Linked DNA regions of Sus scrofa: region 1 is linked to region 2. A link is a contact called in public HiChIP or PLAC-seq data. All regions are on one chromosome and are shown on one strand. Each heading gives the region's core, a stretch centred on a gene start, on an enhancer-like site or on the middle of the called end of the contact. The rest is flanking DNA. Distances are from core to core; before and after follow the strand shown.

What was found. HiChIP or PLAC-seq counts read pairs in DNA pulled down with a chosen protein or histone mark.
Region 1: an H3K27ac HiChIP or PLAC-seq map of alveolar macrophages shows a contact between it and region 2. The contact joins the promoter of B3GAT3 here to the promoter of BSCL2 in region 2. A contact is called at or near these places in 2 of 5 promoter capture datasets (fetal skeletal muscle and liver), 10 of 47 Hi-C or Micro-C datasets (blood, embryonic fibroblasts, liver and 4 more) and 2 of 2 datasets of contacts at active chromatin or transcription factors (alveolar macrophages and skeletal muscle).

Annotation. Positions count from the first base shown.
Region 1 is chr2:9,117,922-9,125,085 of Sscrofa11.1, forward strand. B3GAT3 (galactosylgalactosylxylosylprotein 3-beta-glucuronosyltransferase 3) reads left to right here and starts at 1,700. Exons shown (of 5, transcript XM_013994208.2): 1 at 1,700-2,010; 2 at 2,565-3,299; 3 at 4,873-5,233; 4 at 5,399-5,689; 5 at 6,643-7,160. The coding sequence starts at 3,073. The coding sequence ends at 6,741. GANAB (glucosidase II alpha subunit) reads left to right here. Exons shown (of 24, transcript NM_213904.1): 24 at 1-473.
Region 2 is chr2:9,050,834-9,057,810 of Sscrofa11.1, forward strand. It overlaps BSCL2 (BSCL2, seipin lipid droplet biogenesis associated), which reads left to right and starts at 1,898. Exons shown (of 14, transcript NM_001348785.1): 1 at 1,898-1,977; 2 at 2,242-2,319; 3 at 4,161-4,379; 4 at 5,852-6,168. The coding sequence starts at 4,290. It overlaps GNG3 (guanine nucleotide-binding protein G(I)/G(S)/G(O) subunit gamma-3), which reads right to left and starts at 4,237. Exons shown (of 3, transcript XM_013994205.2): 1 at 3,543-4,237; 2 at 3,050-3,149; 3 at 2,266-2,789. The coding sequence starts at 3,148. The coding sequence ends at 2,661.

The DNA.
Region 1 (7,164 bases), core at 450-2,949, 67 kb after region 2:
CCTGATGAGGGATGAATGGATCACAGGAGTGAGGTTGCTGGAAAACGTCCTCTTCCCTGGCTCCCAAGTTTTCCTCTCCCCGCTTCTTTCTAGAGCTGCTGCAGTTCTGACAGGGGCAGTTCTACCTCCCCTGTCCTTTGGGGGAAGGAAGTTTCCACTCCCTGAGAGGGGATAAACAAAACTTCTCTTGCCTCCTAAAATTTTGTCCCGTTGAGGGGCATTCAAGATGGAGAAATCAGTTGTGGTTTCATCGAATCACGGTCATCTGTATTTATTGCTGGGAGAAGGCTGAGGGTGGGGGAGAGATGATCATGTGCGCCCAGGGGTGGCCCAAAGCCCTGGGTAGGGGGTGGGGTGGGCAAGGACTAACTGGGGGCGAGGGGGAATATTTGTGGGAATTTTTTTTACTTCCTCTTGGCCTCCAGCCGTGACAGGTTTTGATAAAAGGAGAAACAATAAAGAGATAAACCATAAATAACTGTTGTCTGGATTCTAGTTCTGGCCTGAACCACAGACCCTTAAAAGCCTAGGGCCTGACATTTTCATTTAGCTTCAGCAGAAGCCTTATTGAGTCAGTAAAATGAGTGAGTACAAGCGTTCTTCAGCTTGCTTGATGCCAGTATTTTCATAGAGGAGCCCACAAAGTCAACAGATTTTACACCTAGTTAATAGTGCAGACCAAAGTTGATGGGATCCCTCTTGAATAGAAATAGCTATATGTCAGATGTTCTCACACTAATGCCTGCTGCTCTTTGCAGCATTTTAAAAATTGTCCTAATATTTTGGAGATCCTGTTGTGGCGCAGTGGTTAACGAATCTGACTAGGAACCATGAGGTTGCAGGTTCGATCCCTGGCCTTGCTCAGTGGGTTAAGGACTCCGGTTGCCATGAGCTGTGGTGTAGGTTGCAGATGTGGTTTGGATTCTTGTTGCTATGGCTCTGGTGTAGGCTGGTGGCTACAGCTCTGATTTGACTTCTAGCCTGGGAACCTCCATATGCCATGGGAGTGGCCCTAGAAAAGGCAAGAAGACAAAAAAAAAAAAAAAAAAAAAAGTCCTAGTATTTTAGTGACAGGAAATAAAATTCCTCCATTCTGTAGACTGCAAGTCTTAGAGATTATTATACAAGAAACTAATTTTTTTGGTTTTGGGGGAAAATGCTCAGGATGGCTTATTCATATGAGGACTTAGGGGATGTATTCATAGAATTCTTTAGCTTGTAATACTTCCAGTTAATTCCAGGGAGCTAGCTCTTTGCCTTGCCACCCCCCCCCACCCCTATTGTCATGTTTAAAAATAATCGGTCAGAGGAAGTAGTACAGATCCTGGAGTCAGGTATCTAGAAGGACGTAGAAAATTGCACAGTGGGAATTAAATAATTTGGGGCAACCGAAGTTATCTATAAAATGGGGACTATACCAAAAGATTATAGTGAAGATTGAGACCAGAGCTCAGGCTTGGTACATGACAGGCCCTAGATGTCACTCATTCGTGTAGCAAGTACTTATTGAGCTACTGTTGCTGCGGCCAGTGACTGATGGATGAATGAATGAATATGTGGAGAAAATCTGCGCACAAGGGCTGGAGATGAAGGGAAGGGTCTCAAAGCCACTCCCATGCACCCTACTTGGCTTCTAACTGCCGGCCACGGGCGCCTGACACGCCGGATATGACGTCACCACTCCCGTGGTTCCAGAACTAGGCGGTGGGACCGGAAATTGACCCGGAGGGGTGTACAGACTGACCGGAAGTGGGCCCCGACGGGCGCCGTCAGTCCCAGCTCCCGGGAGCCCGTCGAGAGGAGCGCGAGGAGGGCGGGACACGGGGCGGGGCCGCTTCAGGGGCGGGGCTTGAAGGCTGGAGGGCGGGGGGCGGGGACCCCTCGTCCCCGCCGCACCCGCCTGCCCCGGCGCCGGCGGCGGCGCGGCCATGAAGCTAAAGCTGAAGAACGTGTTCCTCGCCTACTTCCTGGTGTCGATTGCCGGCCTCCTCTACGCGCTGGTGCAGCTCGGTGAGCGGGGCGGGGCGGGGGTGCGGCGGGCCAGCCGGAGGGCGCCCGCCGCCGCGCATCCCGTCCCTGGGGCTGATCCCCGTGCAGACCCCATTCACCCGTGTCGGCCCTCCGGCAGCCCTCTCTAGACTCACCGCTGCTGCTCGCTGTATCTCGGGCGACAGCAGACTCCTTCCCAGAGCCTGCAAAGCCCCGCATGATCCTGCCGCGGTCTGCCTCTCCAACTCCATTTCCTTCCCCTCTCGCTCGCTCTGCTCCGGCCACACTGGCTTCATGAGTACCTCCAAAACCCCACACTCATTGCTCTCAAGCGCCTAACCGGTCCCCTCTGTCCGTAGTGCTTTTCTCCCAGCTCTTTCCCAGCTGCTTTTCTCATCCTTCAGGTCACAGCTCACATGTCATCGCCTCACGGAGGCCTTTGCTGATCACCTTAGCTAAAATAACTCTTCTTTTTCTGGGTTCTCTTCTAGTCGCTATTCTATTCGTTTCCTTCACGGCCCCTACCATAGTTTCTAATGATTTTATTAATTTTATTAATTTGTTTCTTTGCTTAGTGTCCAGCTCCTCCAATAAAACTGAAACCTCCCTGAGGGTAGGGACCATGTCTGATTGGTTTCCTGCAGCATCCCTGGCACCTAAGACAGTGCCTCCCAGGAGGAGCATTCAATAAATATTTATCCAGTGATGGAATCAATGAATTTAATGAGTCTTTGGTCACACAGCCAACGGAACAGATTGAACCCTGCCTCTTATGCAGGGCTTTAGAGACTGGGCCACTGCATGATCCTCAGGTATTTGAAAGTCTGTCCTGTTCTCGGAGAGCAGCTTGTTCTTTATGGCTCCAGAAGGCAACATGAGGACCAGCAGGTAGAAAGGGTGGAGGCAGATAATCAGCTCAAACAGCCAACTGAAAATTGTAATGGACGGAATTAATAAAGTTGGAGAGGGGCTGCTAATTGAGGCAGTGAGTTCCCCTCACCGGAGGTGTAGAAAGGCTGTTCGAGAAGTCGTAAGGAGAGCCTTGCATTGGCTAGTTGACCAAGAAGGTTATGGCCCTTTGGGATGCTGAACATACTGTGGTTCTCTGCCCCCCATCCCTGCTTCCTGGGACCAGGCCAGCCATGTGACTGCCTCCCTCCCCTGCGGGCAGCAGCAGAGCAGCTCCGACAGAAGGATCTGAGGATTTCCCAGCTGCAAGCCGATCTCCGTCGCCCACCCCCTGCCCCTGCCCAGCCCCCTGAACCTGAGGCTCTGCCTACTATCTATGTTGTTACCCCCACCTATGCCAGGTATGGGCTCTGGTGCAGCCAAGATCAGCATGGACGGGGAGTCTGGGGTTGATGATGAGTTTGGTGAAGCACTGGGCCAGGGGATATTGTTCAAACTAGGACATGCCAAATTACAGGCTAAATGAACCACATCATGACTCAGAGATGTGTGGGAAAACGTTTTCCTATTCATACAGACAAGGGGGAGTTCCTGAAGTTGCTCCGCGACAACGAACCTGACTGGTATCCATGAGGACACAGGTTCAATCCCTGGCCTCAGTGGGTTAAGGATCTGGCGTTGCCATGAGCTGTGGTGTGTAGGTCACAGGTGTGGCTCGGATCCTACATTGCTGTGACTGTGGTGTAGGCTGGCAGCTGCAGCTCCAATTCAACCCCTAGCCTAGGAACTTCCATATGCCAAGGGTGCAGCCCTAGAAAGCAAAATAAATAAATAAATATATTCCTTTAAACAATAAAATAAAATGTAGCTTTATTGGTGATACAAACCAACTGGGGGTGGCAGTTGGATCTCTAGGTAAAAGAGCTTGCTAACACCTCCCTGGAATCAGGTGGCTGACCACCTAGGCCTGGCATCTCTAGACCATCTCCCCCTGCCCCCGCCCACCAGCCCTGAAGGGGGCAGGCCCATCAGAAGGGTAAAGAAGCCTGCAAGAGACTGGGCCCCACCTTCCCAGTTCCTGTCTAAACTCAGACCAGTTTTCCTCCTCTGAAGAGGAATGAGCCGAGGGGCTACTCTAAACTCCTCACTGGAAACCCAAGAACAGGAGGCAAAGAACGCAGTCCTACTGATATTCTAAATAGTCATGATTTTATTTAATCTTGTAAAACAACCTTGTTGTAAAGTACTATTACTCCCAGAGTTCCTGTCGTGGCCAGCGGAAATGAATCTGACTAGTATCCATGAGGATGCAGGTTCGATCCCCAGCCTTGCTTAATGGGTTAAGGATCTGGTGTTGCTGTGAGCTGTGGTGTAGGTTGCAGAAACGGCTCAGATCCTGTGGTGTAGGCTGGTAGCTACAGCTCCAATTCGACCCCTAGCCTGGGAACCTCCGTGTGCCGCTGGTATGGCCCCACCCCCCAAAAAAGTACTGTTACTCCCATTTTACAGCCAAGGAAACTGAGGCTCGGGGAGATGGAGCCATTTCCCCGGCGTCTCACCTGACAAGGTACAAACAGATCTGATTTGAAAGCCTGTGCCCTTCGTTTATAGTGTCCCACCATCAGAGCCCCGGGGTTGAGGTGAGTGACAGGCATGGATTAGAAGAACAGGGGTTGGGAGTTCCCTCGTGGCCAGCGGTTAAGGATTCAACATTGTCACTGCCGTGTGACACGGGTTCAATCCCTTGCCCCAGGAACTTCTGCATTCCACAGGCATAGCCAAAAAAGAGAGCAAGAAAGAGGGACAGGGCAGGTGAGTGTCAGCGTGAAGTTGACAGGCAAGCAGAGTTTGGGTACCGGCCAGGGAAAGGTCACGGGGGATGCTAGGACTGGCCCAGGAGCAGCTCCGTGTACCCCCTGGAGAGGGCAGATGGTGTCTACTCCTTTCCCTCCTGCTGCATCTTTCCCCCTGCAGGCTGGTGCAGAAGGCAGAGCTGGTGCGGCTGTCCCAGACCCTGAGCCTGGTGCCCCGGCTGCACTGGCTGCTGGTGGAGGACGCTGAGGGCCCCACCCCATTGGTCTCAGGGCTGCTGGCTGCCTCTGGCCTCCTCTTCACACATCTGGCGGTCCTCACCCCCAAGGCCCAGCGGCTCCGGGAGGGCGAGCCAGGCTGGGTTCGCCCCCGAGGTGTAGAGCAACGGAACAGAGCCCTGGACTGGCTCCGCAGTGGAGGGGGCGCTGTGGGGGGAGAGAAAGACCCACCCCCACCAGGGACCCGGGGAGTCGTGTATTTTGCTGACGATGACAACACCTACAGCCGGGAGCTCTTTGAGGAGGTGAGTCCTGGGATGGGGATGGGGAAACGGGGTCAGGTGGGACCAGCTTTGTCCGCTTCTCTGGGTGAGGAGTGGGGAGCAGCGGGCGCAGAGGGACTCCAGGGGTCCTTCCTGCTGCTCCCGCCGCCCCCTCCTGACTGTTTCTTCTTTGCTGATGTCTGTTAGATGCGCTGGACCCGTGGAGTCTCGGTGTGGCCCGTCGGGCTGGTGGGCGGCCTGCGATTCGAGGGCCCTCGGGTGCAGGATGGCCGGGTTGTGGGCTTCCACACGGCGTGGGAGCCCAACAGGCCCTTCCCGGTGGATATGGCGGGATTTGCTGTCGCTCTGCCCTTGCTGTTGGCTAAGCCCAGTGCCCGCTTTGATGCTGCTGCTCCTCGGGGCCACCTGGAGAGCAGCCTCCTCAGCCACCTCGTAGATCCCAAGGACCTGGAGCCCCGCGCTGCCAACTGCACTCGGGTAAGGGGATATGGTGGGCATCGAAACCTGGCTCTGGATGATGATGGACGGGGGATGGGAGAGGTGGGATGAGGATCCCGGCGGGCAGGATCAAGGATGGGTATTTGTCTTGCAGCTCCCCAAATGGCTTGCTGGTAACGAACCTGACTAGCATCCATGAGGACGTGGGTTTGATCCCTGACCTCGCTCAGAGGGTTAAAGATCCAGTGTTGCCTCGAGCTGCAGTGTAGGTCTAGGATGTGGCTCGGACGGGCATTGCTACGGCTGTGGTGTAGGCCGGCGGCTGTAGCTCTGATTCAGCCATTCGACCCCTATCCCGGGAACGTCCATATGCCACGGGTGCAGCCCTAAAAAGACAAAAAAAGAAAAAAAAGAAAAAGGATGGATGTTTGAGCCAGGAGGGACCCTCCAGAGCTCAGGTTCAACCTTGATCTCTCTGCCAAAGGGGAAGCTGGGAGCCAGGGCAGGAACGTGGTCTCCTGCCACCATCTCTTGGCACCTCTGTGACACAGGGAGGCTGAGGGTTAACCCTATTTTATTTTATTTACTTATCTATTCATCTATTCATTTATTTATTGTCTTTTTAGGGCTATACCCACAGCATCTTGAGGTTCCCAGGCTAGGGGTCAATCAGAGCTGTAGCTGCTGGGCTACACCACAGCCACAGCCACTCGGGATCCAAGCCGCATCTGCAACCTACACCACAGCTCATGGCAACACCAGATCCTTAACCCACTGAGTGAGGCCAGGGATCAAACCTGCGTCCTCACGGATGCTAGTCAGATTCAGTTCTGCTGAGAGACGACGGGAATTCCTTAAGCCCCTTTTAGAGGCACTAAAGCCTCTCCCACGCTGCCCTCTGTACTTGGCAGCCAACACGGTGTGTGTAGAGGGGGCTAGAGAATCTGTTGTGTACTGAGTGCCCAGCTCTAATTGAAACCTTCCCGGGACAGGTTCTGGTGTGGCACACAAGGACAGAGAAGCCCAAGATGAAGCAGGAGGAGCAGCTACAGCGGCAGGGCCGAGGCTCAGACCCAGCTGTTGAGGTGTAACGGTGGTCCTGCCCTGCCCACCGCCTCATCAGGCACAGACCCTTGGGACTGGGTCCCCAGCCTGGCTAGGATGTGATTTTTTCCAAGTCCTGACCCCTCAGAGCCAGGAACAGGCCCTCTGTCCCTTTAGCCCCAGGGCGGGGCCCGGCTGCTTCTCCCCTCCCCCAGCCTGCCATGTGGCACTACCCACAGGCTAGGGACAAGCGGCCCTTGTGTTGAGCCAGACGGGCCCTCTCTGGGGCGGAGCAGATGGACAGACAGACTCAGGAGGGAGGGCTGCTGAGTAACTGGGTAACTTATTGGGGCTGGGCATGCACTGGGGGGCTGGAGGAGCTGGGCTGGACCCTCCCTGCCTGAGCATGCTGACCCCCTCCTACCTCCAGAATAAAAACTCTCAACCTAGAGGGGTCTCTGTTTTCCTTC
Region 2 (6,977 bases), core at 648-3,147:
TCATATCACAGATGCAGCTCAGATCCGGCATGGCTGTGGCACAGGCCTGCAGCTGCAGTTCCAATTCAACCCCTGGCCCAGGAACTTCCATCCATGTGCTACAGGTGTGGCCATAAAAAGAAAAAACTAAACAAAAACAGACTTGCTTTGGAGTTCCCGTCGTGGCTTAGCATTAATGAACCTGACTAGCATCCATGAGGATGAAGGTTCAATCCCTGGCCTCGTTCAGTGGGTTAAGGATCTGATGTTGCCATGAACTGTGGCGTAGGTTGCAGATGAGGCTTGGATCCTGCCTTGCTGTGACGGCTACAGCTCCGATTGGACCCCTAGCCTGGGAACCTCCATGTGCGGTGGGTGTGGCCCTAAAAAGACCAAAAAAAAAAAAAAAAACCACCAAAAACCAGACTTGCTTTTGTTTCATCAGCACCAAGAAAGAACTAAGCAGACTCCTGAACAAAAGGAGGCCAAGTCCCTACTTCAGGAGGGCAGCCAGGTTACTTTCCCTGTTTCCTTCTCTCAGGGATGAGGGGATTAATTAAATATCCCCAGAACCCTTCTTTACAGAACAGATACTGACTCACAGACTGAAAAACTTATGGTTTCCAAAGGAGACAGTTTGGGGGGGGGGGAGATGCGCTGGGGTTGTGGGATGGAAATCCTGTAAAATTGGATTGTGATGATCATTGTACAACTATAAATGTAATAAATTCATTAATAAAAAATATATATATCCCCATAACCTAGGAGGGCTCAAGAATGCATCAACACCTGGACAGGTGCTATTCCTGAAGGTGCCCCAAGTTCACTGGGCACCCCTGGGGCCTGCGGAGACATCTTAGGAAACTAAGTTCAGTTCCTTAGGTTTCCTGTCTGTTCCCCTCCCCCTGCTGTCTTCCTGCGTGAACGCGTGGGGAAGCTGGGGTGACCTGCTATCTCTCATACAGGTCACCCCCTCTCACCGCAAGGCAGCCCCCTTCTCCCAAGTGTGTCCCGGGACAAAGCACGAACTGACCTAGGCTTCCCCTCCCTCCCCCAAGGATGCACCCCTGAATTGAGGGGTGGGGGAGGAATCTGACCATCCGCGAGGAGCAGACATTCTGAGACTCGCACGGTCTCTGCCTTGGCCCCGGTCCCACTTCCATATCTGTCTTTCCCTTGGAAGGAAGAGGCTTCTAGAAAGGCATTTTGGCTCTTACAAAACCTCCGCTAAGTTTGCGTCCAAAATTTGAGTCCCGCAGACACTCGTGAGACGCTGAACCTCCGACCCGGCAGCTCGCTGGGCCGCTCCGAGGGGTGGCGGGCACACGCGGGCGGGGACATTGCTCCTGGCGGGTGGGCCTGAATAATGGGAAGTGGGGAACAGCACGCCCCAGTTCCACCAGGAAGCCCAGACTGAACAATTTGGGGCTTAACCAACCCCTAGGGAGGCGACCGAGAAGCAGCGCGCTGAAATACACGGCGCCGGGCGTTGTCCTCACACGTTTCCGCTCCAACGGGACCGTCTGTTAGGCAGACTGTGGAAACCTATGCCTACTGCCAGCGTGCTTGCTGGGGTCCCCTTGTCCCTTAATCCTTGGCTTATAGCCGCCGCACGCCTTCACCTGAATCGAGTGGACGTCGGCCTCCAGCCTCCAGAGTGGGCAGGAGTGGGAATCCAGTTGGCGACAGCAGGGGCAGCCATTTTGAGGTAGATGAACACGGAAGGGACCATATTGAGCACGCTGAGCGCCTAGGACCGCCATTTTAAGTATGGGCCCAGAGAAGCCGTGTACGGTGAAACGCTGTGACGTGCGGCCGCCATATTGGCGCAGGTTCCCCTGGCAGCGGCCATCTTGGAAGGAGACTTGCTCTGGGCGCGGCCATGTTAGAAATAAAACCGGCCCCTTCGCTGGGACTGAAACCAAGCTCCTCCCCTTTCACTGGGTTCCTTCTGTCTACGACTCCCCTCCGGCTCCCTCCCTAAATCTACCCCGTTTGGTCTGTTTTCATTTTCATTTTCTTCATTGCCTGTGTGTGTGTGTGTGTGTGTGTGTGTTTGCGCGCGCTCTCCATCGCCTGAGTGTCTGTTGTAACTTAATTCTTCCACTTAAGACACGTGCCGTGCCCGCCATCCGTTTCCCCCTCCCCTTAACGTCGCAGGATCTCTGATCCTAGACAATGTCTAACCTGCTTTGACTGACCCTGGTTATGACACGCCTTTCTAACCACCAAAACTATTGACTGATGATCTTCTCCCCCAAGAACGCTAACACAGAAGCTGCCCTCTGAGACTCTGGATGACTTTATTCTTCAAAAGGCTTTACCTTCCAGCAGCTCCAGGTGAGACTGACAGCAGGCACCCACTCCATCCCTCTCTCCATTGTCTGAGCAGGTCACAGAGGGAAGCAGGCGGGACCCCGGCAGAGTCTGACAGCCCTTCTGTGGGAGGAGCTAAAGGTGCCCCGAGTCACGGGGAGCTTTGGGTCGGCCAGAGTGGGCGAAGAAATGGGGTCAGCAAATAGGTGAGAGAAGGTCTTGTGCTTCAGATAACTTCACAGGGTTGGGCAAGGGCTAGAGATGAGATGCGGGGACCCTCAGGGGCTCAGGACAATTCCTGACCTAAGTAAGAAAAGGCCAGGGAGTGGGAGAGGTGAAGAGTTGTGAGGAGGGGACAGGGCAGCTCAGAGGAGGGCACAGAAGAATTTCTTCTCCCTGAAAGGGTTCTCCGAAGTGGGCACAGGGGTGATGAGGGGATCCTCACAGGCGTGGGCATCACAGTAAGTCATCAAGTCTGCTGCTGCCTTGGACACCTGGGGCACAGCCAGGAGGACAATTGTTAGCCAGAAACCCTGGACTGCAGTCTCCCTCTCCAAATAGGTTTTCTTTTGCCATCGCTAGGGCTCCTTAGGACAGTTTTCTCTTCCCGCGTCACCCACGGAGGCTTGGGGTCAGCTCTCCTTACCGATCCCAGGACTCCTCCTCTGATCTCAAGAAAAGAAAGCATCTCTCATCCTGAGGTTTGGCAGTCTACAGTACAGCCCTGCCAACTGGGATCTAGGGCCCCACCCACCTTTATCCTGCACAAACTAGCTTCAATCTTAAGCTGTTCCACCATCTTGCGGGCTTGCCCAATGCTCATAGTGCTGTTCACAGGGGTCTCCCCTTTCATCCTGGAAAAGAGAGACAGCTCAGAGCATGATAGGGGGCCCTGCACAGTCTCAGCTGAAGGCCCCCCGCTCATCAGCCTTTACGAGGCTGGGTCATATGCTCCCGTATTTTACTTCCCTCTTATCCCCAACCTCCAGTGGTCTTTCCCACCCCTGTCTTCCAAAGCTGAGGAAATGGAGAGGTGGGACGAGAAGCTCCCCAAACTCCTACATGGCCTGGGCCTCAGATCATTAAACGTACTAATGATTCAAGGCTTACAGCTCTCAAGCTCTGTGTGTTGCCAGCTTGGAAAACCCCAGCTAGAAACAGGAGCCCCGCCCTGATGAGGAGAGCACATAACCCCCACCCGCCCCCGTGAGCCCCAAAGGGAGAAAAGCAGGATGTTCCCTACTCACCTGAGGCCACAGGCAGTGTCAGTCCTGGGGAGTGGGATCTGGGGTGCACCAAAACCTTCTGCCTGAGATGGGTGCCCCACCTTGCAGGGAGTTGCAGCTGAGAGTATCTGACGCAGCAGCCAAAGCAACTAATACAGAGAAGGCCACGGGGGAGGGGAGGGTCAGAGGCTGGTGGAGGACTGACTGGTCCCCGTTTCTCCAGCTCAAGCACTGCCCAAATACCTGAAGGATGAAGGATGCTAGAAGGAGCTGCTCAGATCCTGGCGCATACCAATCGTCTGGCCAGTGGGGGAGCCTAGCTGCTCTGCCTGCAGCCCCTGTGCACACCCCCATCGTTACTGTCTCACAACCTGCCCTTCCCCCATTGCAGGCATCCTGAGTCTGGGCTAGAGCCCTCCCCAAAGGAGCTGAAAGTAACTGAGTCCCAGGCAGACTCCCCCCCTCAAATGGGGTGGTCTGGACCTGTGACAGCCCCTGCATTGGAGTCAGTACTGGCTGCCGGGAGACCCTGCTCATTTGAAAATCTGACATCAGCTGGGCAGTCACCCCCCCCACTCCACCCCTCCTCCCTCTACTCTGACACAGCATTTAGCACCTGACTCTTCGTTTCTCTCCCAGGGACCCTCCATTCCCAATTTCCAGGAAAATGTGATGAGCTACAGGTATCAACTTCTAGATCACCACTTAATGACCTAGCTACAAGTGACTGGCGTGGAAAATCTAGGGGCAGCGAGGTCCATCAGGAAGATGTCTAAAGAAATGGCAGACCAAAAAGAAGGAGAAGCTAAGGAAAAAGAGGTGTGCAGAGACCAGATCAAAGAATCGGACAAAGAAGAGGTAGGGGAGAGTTCAGTGGGTGTTTCTGGAAATAGATGGGCTTCCTGGGGGTGGGTGTGTATTGGTCGGGAGATTGCGTTGTGCTTAGTGCTGTGAGGAATGCAAAGATGTACACAACACTGACCCTACCCTCGAAGGATCTTTTTTGGGGTGAATGGACATATATAGAATAGAGGGTGCCACTCGCCAAGACTAGTCTAGATAATGCGCTGCGGGAACTCTGTGGGAAAGTCTGGTTAGGGTCAGAGGAGGTCGATTACGCATCAAAAAAACTGGAGACCAAACACGGACCTGAAATGCTACCACTCTTGTAAAACAGGGGACAGCCAGCCCGCCAGCGCAACGCGCAAGATGCGCAGGTCACCACAGATCACAACGTTCTCGGGGCGCATGCTCTCTGCTTCGAATGCCTACAGGTCCAAGGAGGTGGATGCCCACCTCTCCCCCTTTTCGGGGTTTAAATAGTGGGTAGTGAACGTTTGGGCGGAGGGCCGTGATTGCGGCCTCGAGAGGCGGGCCGAGAGGGATGCTGCTGACTCATAGCTTGTCTGGGGCAAATTTTGGGGCTTGGAAGGAGGCGCCTGTCCCCTTTGGTGCTGGTAACGGGTGGGTAACGGACCACTGGGAGTGACAGTGCCGAGCTCGAGGAGGTGGGAACCAGGCGGCCCGGAAGGCCCCACCCCTTGCTCTGGGCCCCGCCCCTTGACGAGGCCCCGCCCCCCAGTGCTACAAAGGCAGCCGGCGGAAGGGGGCGGGGCTTCCCCGAGAGGCGGAAGTGCCTTCTCGCGGTTTCCCTGGCAGCGCGCTGCTGGTGAGTCTGCGGAGCTGCGGCGGCCGGCGGGCTGCTTTCTGTGGTGGTGTGGTTGGATGGGGGCACCGGGCCCCGCGCCCACTGCCAAACCGGAGGGGCCTGGCAGGGAGCGGCCGTTGGCTGCTGGATGTCCTGCCCGGTGTGGGGCGTGGCGCGGTCTGAGAGCGAGCGTAGTTGCAGGCGGAGAAGAGAAACTCGGGAGGCCACTGTGGCTGCGCTGAGGCTGCTCGCTCTGAGTCCCGCTGTGCGACCTTAGGCAAGTCCCACATTCTTCTTGCAACCACCTCGGAGTGGGGAATCAGTGTCATCATGTGTTTAAAACCGCCTTTTTTTAAAGAGAACTTTAAGGTGCGCCTCCTCTGTATGTCATGTATTGCTGCGAATGAGTATCAAGGTGTTCCCGTCCCAGAATCAGGTGACCAGAGAACGAGTTCAATTGAGGAACTCTAGCACCGGTGGCAGAGAGAGAAAGCACCTGTGGAGGAAAGGAAGGGATGGTTGGCTGAGAAAGGCAGTCAATTGGAAAAAAGCCATATGAAACAAAGACTTTGCCATGTCTTGGTGTCTCCAGTTCCTCAAAGACAGTCCTAAGCTTGTCCTTTTTTTCCCCCACCTCCTTGATGAAAGGAGCCATTCTTTCCCCCTCTCTGTCTTCTTCCAGGAACCACCAGCTGCTGCATCCCATGGCCAGGGGTGGCGTCCAGGTGGCAGAGCACCTAGGAACTCAAGGCCTGAACCCGGGGTCAGACCCCCTGCACTCCCTAACATGGTCAATGACCCACCAGTACCCGCCTTACTGTGGGCTCAGGAGATGGGCCACGTCCTGGCAGGCCGTGCCCGCAAGCTGTTGCTGCAGTTTGGGGTGCTCTTCTGTACCATCCTCCTCCTGCTCTGGGTGTCTGTCTTCCTCTACGGCTCCTTCTACTATTCCTACATGCCGACAGTCAGCCACCTCAGCCCCGTGCATTTCTACTACAGGTGAGAGGGGGCCTCTATCACAGTAGCAGAATCCTGAGAGGGAATGGCTGCAAGGATCCTTGGAGTTTATTCAGGTCAACCCGCTTACCTGTCTCTGGTTACTGAAATCTGGTTTAAAAGAGGAGAAAAAAAAAATCTCTCCCCTAGACTGTCATTACGAGGGGTCAGTTCTGGGTAGGATGCGTCAGACCTCTCTTAGGGCCCAACTGTTGAGCCAGGGTAGACTGTTGAGCCAGCCCAACCCCTCTGGTCATCTCAGTAGAGGAGGTATTAAGAAAGCAGCAGTTGAAAAAAAAAAAAAAAAAAAAAGAAAGGGAGTTCCCGTCGTGGCGCAGTGGTTAACGAATCCGACTAGGAACCATGAGGTTGCAGGTTCGGTCCCTGCCCTTGCTCAGTGGGTTAACGATTCGGCGTTGCCATGAGCTGTGCTCTAGGTCGCAGACGCAACTTGGATCCCGAGTTGCTGTGGCTGTGGCATAGGCTGGCAGCTGCAGCTCTGATTGGACCCCTAGCCTGGAAACCTCCATATGCCGCAGGAGCGGCCCAAGAAATGGCAAAAAGACAAAAAAAAAAAAAAAAGAAAGCAGCAGTTGACCTTTTGCATGACTTCCTCCCACTCACGACAGTCTGCTGCAAGAGAATATATGGAGACACAGGTGTATGAACACATAAACTCCCAGAGTCCTATTTCTTGCCTGGGGCCTCGGTTCCTTTCCATTTTACAAATCCCGCCAAATTGTCTCCTTTTTTTTTTTTTTTTTTGTCTTTTTAGGGCTTCACCCAAAGCACATGCAAGTTCCCAGGCTAGG